Regions from separate parts of the Oryctolagus cuniculus genome. Here region 1 is linked to region 2. A link is a contact called in public Micro-C data. All regions are on one chromosome and are shown on one strand. Each heading gives the region's core, a stretch centred on a gene start, on an enhancer-like site or on the middle of the called end of the contact. The rest is flanking DNA. Distances are from core to core; before and after follow the strand shown.

Region 1 (2,700 bases), core at 169-2,668, 240 kb before region 2:
CAAAGCTTTCAGCTTGGGTTCTGAATACATAACCAACTCATTAAGGCTGTGTCCGCACCTCATTAGCTCTCAACTCAGAAAGGATTTCTTGGCCATCTCATGAAATAAGGGATTGTGATAACTATCCCCAGGAGTGTAAAATAACTTTCCTTTCCCATTCACTCGAGGAAGCCACGTAATTAGACTTGTAAAGCAGAACAAAGACCACCCTTTAATTTTCCAAGTCACTAGTTTGGGTGTATGGCTGCCCTTCTCCTACTCCTCAGATCCTTAATGCAAGGGGAGTGTGTTTCGAAGGGTCTAAGCAAGCAGATCGGAACATTTTGTTTGGCTTAACGTGTGCTTAGCTAGCTTTCTCCCCAGAAAGCTGGGGAACCTTGATCACCTACCAGGGCTTCCTTCCCTACAGTCAGGACTGAGGTGTAGCCTTCCAGATACACTCGGCTGCAGCGTCTTACAACTTCCAGGCCTTTGACTGTAATGTCCTTGGCATCTCCCAGCCCCAAGCCGATCAGGTAAAGCATTTCGAACTCCAAAACTGTAAGATGAAGTGAACAAGAAAAACAACGTCAGCTATACCGAGGGATGGAAACCAAAGGGGCACAAGAGAAGTGGCAGGTCACGAGAGCGGTTTGGAACAAGTGTTGTAAACAACCCTACGAGCAGCCAAATACCCGCTGAAACAACCTTCGCCGGTTCCCTGTCTTCCCAAAGCTTTAACTGCAGCCGCTTCGCACCAGCAGCCGCCGAAGCCACAGATCCGTAGAGAGAAGACCCACGCCGCCGGCCTCACCTACGGTGCCGCAAAGCGCCGGCGCCTTTACCACACTTTACGACCAGTTGGAGGACGGCCGAGCGAGCGGGGCTCTGGGCGGGTGTTCCGCAGCCCGGCTCGGCTACCAATGCCCCGCCGGCTGCTGGGGAGGGGATGAGAGCGGTTGGTCCCCCAGCACGGCCTCTGGGAAAGGGCCGGATGTGCTCCCACTCCTCTAGCCAGTGGCTTGAACATCCCTGTTCTGGTCCTGGGTAAGTGCAGTATTGCTTTGCGTCGGGGACGGTGAGTGGGGACCCCGTGCCGGGAGCCTGCGCTCTAGCAGACACACGAAAGCGGCTGGGCTGTAGAAGAGATTTCCCTGATTTGCCCCGGGTTTTCCCTAGAGCACAGATTTTAATCCTCGCCTTCTCATTTGGACGGAGGCGTCGGATTGGCTGACCCGGCAGTGAATGCGGTTCTGATTTCCCAGCGGGACGGTGACTGCTTGGGTTTCTCCCCAAGACCTAGGGCCGGAATGCCCCCAAGGATCCACCTCAGTGGTGTATCGAGAATCCCATACCGTCAGTGCGAACGCTAGATAAGTGACCTTTAAGAGCGCTCAGGGATTTCACCCGTCGCCCCAAGTTGTCTCTTCGGGGGCAGTTGTTTTTAAAGTGAGTGGTTCGATTGTAGTTCCCATATCGTGAAGGTTTGTTTCACGAAATGGCCCTAAGGTCACTGGTGACCTCATCCGAGTTGATCATTTCCACTACTTGTGAGTACACAGAGGTGACGATTCAGAACTTGCCTGGTGTTCCTCTGACAAGGCTTCAGCGCTTGCAAAACTGCTTGATTAAGCTTTGACATTTTTCTTTTTCTCTGGTTTCGCCCACCCTTTTCACTTCTCATTCTGTACGTTCTCCTTGCCTGCTTCTGTCTGATATTATACTTTCTATGCTTCACAGCATGTGTGCAAAAAACAAAACAGAACTTCAAGCACAACACATCTCAAAGTGGATCATAGACATAAATAGAAAACCTAAAACTATACTGGCAGAAACCCGTTTGTGGCCTTATTCAGGTAAATATTTCTGAAGTAAGTTACTGGAAGCACACAGTAGAAAAAAAATTAATAAATTAGATTTCAAGATAATAAAAATTTAAGCTCTTCGAAAGACCCTATGAAGCATAACACTAAGAGAAAGTACTTGAAATGCATAGCTGAATACTTAAAATGCAATAATAATAGAACAGCACTTTTTTTAAAAAATGGGCAAAGCATTTAAATAAATTTTCACCAATGAAGATGCACAAATAGCAACTAAGCATTTAAAAAGATGCTAGGTATGATTTAACATTAAGGGATAAAAAATTTAAACCACAATGAACTATCTCTGCCACCTGTTGAAATGATCAAAATGAAAACAAAACCCAAGAAAAATTGGCTGTCCACTCGCGTAATTCCAGATAGCTCTGATATTTTGCTGCCCCAAATTTGCACTTCCCATTCAGACCTCTTCCCCTCAGTCTTGTATGTTTATGTGCAGCTGGAAATCACCTAGATAACCCAGAGTCATATCAAGTTTGACACATCCAAGGCTGAATCCATCATCATATTTTTTACTTGGCTTTTTATTTTTTTTCTGTATTAGCTACTTTGGGTTAGGGGTGTGGCTTGTATAGTTCACCCAAGGCAAACACTTGGGAGTCACCCCCATACCCAGATTATCAGTGTCTTAGTTCAGGTCCTAATCCTGTCGTGTCATATTTCCCTCACATTTCTTCCAGCTCTGAAGGGTCAGGGAGTTCTAGCCAAGACACGATATGTAAGGGTTTCTCTCTGTCTCTCTCTCCCACCTCTCTTTCTATCTTTTAAGATTATTTTTTGACAGGCAGAATTAGGGAGAGACAAGGAGAAAGAGATCTTCTACCTACTGGTTCACTCC
Region 2 (2,700 bases), core at 61-2,560:
GCGTCATTCCCTTCAGTTTCTGGGTGTTTAAAGGAGGCAGAGCGTTGGAGGGCAGCCGTAAATGAGGCTGCGCCGGCGAGTTTAGCAATGCCCTAGACGTCTGTGTGGGCGCCTTTTTGGAGAGCGCTTTTGCATTGGAGATTAGGAATGCGGTGGCATGAACTGTTGTTATCTTTAGCCCTGTAACTTTCTCTCTCTCTCTCTCTCCCTCCCTCTCTCCCCTCTGTTTCTCTCTCTCGTGTGATACTAACCCTAAAATATTTATGCAATCAACCGATGTGCAAAACTTATGAGATTTGCTGCAATCTCTTATGAATGGTTTGCACTGAGCGCCTTTAAATTTACTTGCACTGACTTGCGGGAAAAAAAAGAAGAAGGTAGAAAAGGCAGTTGCTTCACGGAGGCGCTAAGCTTTCCTGTTTACCGCAAGATGGGGCGGACCCGCCTGCCCACACCTCGCTGCGCCCTCCGACCCTAAGCACACCTGCTCCTAGAGAGTTATTAATAGAGTCCAAAAAATGACTTGCGCTGTCAAATGATTTTCGTGCAAATCTAATTTCTTGCATGGCAATTAGGAGGTGGTGCTTGCGTCCTTGAGCTTGGCGTGGGTGGGGGGTAAAGTGGGGCAAGGGAAGAGGTGTGCGTCTCCACCCTGTGGCTGGCGGTTAAGTGTCTTCCGAGGAGAGGCCGTGAGCTGGTGGTGAGCGCACAGCTGAGCTGGTGGCGGCTTCGGAGAATCTCCCGAATGGAAATCAGGGCGTCGAGGGTGGGGCGAGCAGGCGAGAGTGGAGTCCGAATGGGGCGCCTCCCCACCCCTACTCCTTCCGCCATGCACCCCAGGTTTCCCATTTCCATTTGAGCGGCTGTGACAATAGGGAGAGAGTTTTCGTCTCTTCTGTTTGGAATTTTCAGCTTGGGTAAATGTTTGGGCTTTCTTCCTCTGTTTCCCCTCGCCCCTACCCCCAACGGCCCCACCCCCCTTTTTGCAAGAAATTTATTTAACAAAAAAGTTCCCCTCCCTACGTTTCCCTAAACCAAATCAACAAGAACAAAACTGGAGCAGTGCCTTGGCCAGAATGAATTATACCAGTGTGCTGTGGCTTTCTGCCTGACTCCTTCCTCTTTGTGACTTGTTTCAGGCTGCGGTTTCTGAGGCTCTCCCCAGGCAAGGCAAGGCTGCACAAAAAAGCCTGGATTGCTCCCTGAACCTCCCCGGCAGCGGGTGACAGCTCGTGCCTCAGCCTCGCCCTCTAGCGCTCGTCCGGAGAAGAGCTCCCCGGGTTCGTGGCGCGGAGACAGAGCGGGTACCATGGGGCCCACCAACATCCCGCTGGTCAAGGCCCTCCGCAACTCGGTCTCCGACTATGTCAACTACGATATCATCGTGCGGCATTACAATTACACGGGGAAGCTGAACATCAGCGCGGACAAGGAGAATGGCATTAAGCTGACTTCGGTGGTTTTCATTCTCATCTGCTGCTTCATCATCCTGGAGAACATCTTTGTCTTGCTGACCATTTGGAAAACCAAGAAATTCCACCGCCCCATGTACTACTTTATTGGCAACCTGGCCCTCTCAGACCTGTTGGCGGGAGTGGCCTACACCGCCAACCTGCTCTTGTCGGGGGCCACCACCTACAAGCTGACGCCGGCGCAGTGGTTCCTGCGGGAAGGGAGTATGTTTGTGGCGCTCTCTGCGTCGGTGTTCAGCCTGCTGGCCATCGCCATCGAGCGCTACATCACCATGCTGAAGATGAAGCTGCACAATGGCAGCAACAGCTTCCGCTCCTTCCTGCTCATCAGCGCCTGCTGGGTCATCTCGCTCATCCTGGGTGGCCTGCCCATCATGGGCTGGAACTGCATCAGCACGCTGTCCAGCTGCTCCACCGTGTTGCCGCTCTACCACAAGCACTATATCCTCTTCTGCACCACCGTCTTCACCCTGCTCCTGCTCTCCATCGTCATCCTGTACTGCAGGATCTACTCCCTGGTCAGGACTCGGAGCCGCCGGCTGACCTTCCGCAAGAACATTTCCAAGGCCAGCCGCAGCTCGGAGAAGTCGCTGGCGCTGCTCAAGACCGTCATCATCGTCCTGAGCGTCTTCATCGCCTGCTGGGCCCCGCTCTTCATCCTGCTTCTGCTGGACGTGGGCTGCAAGGTGAAGACCTGCGACATCCTCTTCAAAGCGGAGTACTTCCTGGTGCTGGCTGTGCTCAACTCCGGCACCAACCCCATCATTTACACGCTGACCAACAAGGAGATGCGCCGGGCCTTCATCCGGATCATGTCCTGCTGCAAGTGTCCCAGCGGAGACTCGGCCGGCAAGTTCAAGCGCCCCATCATCGCGGGCGTGGAATTCAGTCGCAGTAAATCGGACAACTCCTCCCACCCCCAGAAGGACGATGGGGACAACCCCGAGACCATCATGTCTTCTGGCAACGTCAACTCGTCCTCCTAAAACGGACAGCTGCCAACCCGTGGGAAGCACTGTTACATGGTCGCCCACCACCCGGCGTCGGGGGTGGGGGTAGGGGGACCGTCTCTGGGCCTCGACTGTTGCCAGGGAGGAGCTGCTGCGAGCCAGAGGGATGGAGGAGGGGGGAAACCGCAGCATCGTGGCGGTGCCTCGTGTTTGTGGTAGCAGTAGCTCCCCTGAACAATGCACTGGGAAGGGTGGAGATCGGGCCGGCCTGGAGTCTG

The links. A called contact is a pair of places that touch in the nucleus more often than the background predicts.
Region 1: a contact with region 2 is called in a Micro-C map of ear pinna, with 5 times the contacts expected there. The contact joins the promoter of DPH5 here to the promoter of S1PR1 in region 2. A contact is called at or near these places in 2 of 6 Hi-C or Micro-C datasets (ear pinna and an unstated tissue).

The regions. Positions count from the first base shown.
Region 1 is chr7:69,310,762-69,313,461 of mOryCun1.1, reverse strand. DPH5 (diphthamide biosynthesis 5) reads right to left here and starts at 1,418. Exons shown (of 8, transcript XM_070077978.1): 1 at 1,335-1,418; 2 at 390-538. The coding sequence starts at 524.
Region 2 is chr7:69,073,077-69,075,776 of mOryCun1.1, reverse strand. It overlaps S1PR1 (sphingosine-1-phosphate receptor 1), which reads left to right and starts at 1,310. Exons shown (of 1, transcript NM_001198946.1): 1 at 1,310-2,458. The coding sequence starts at 1,310. The coding sequence ends at 2,458.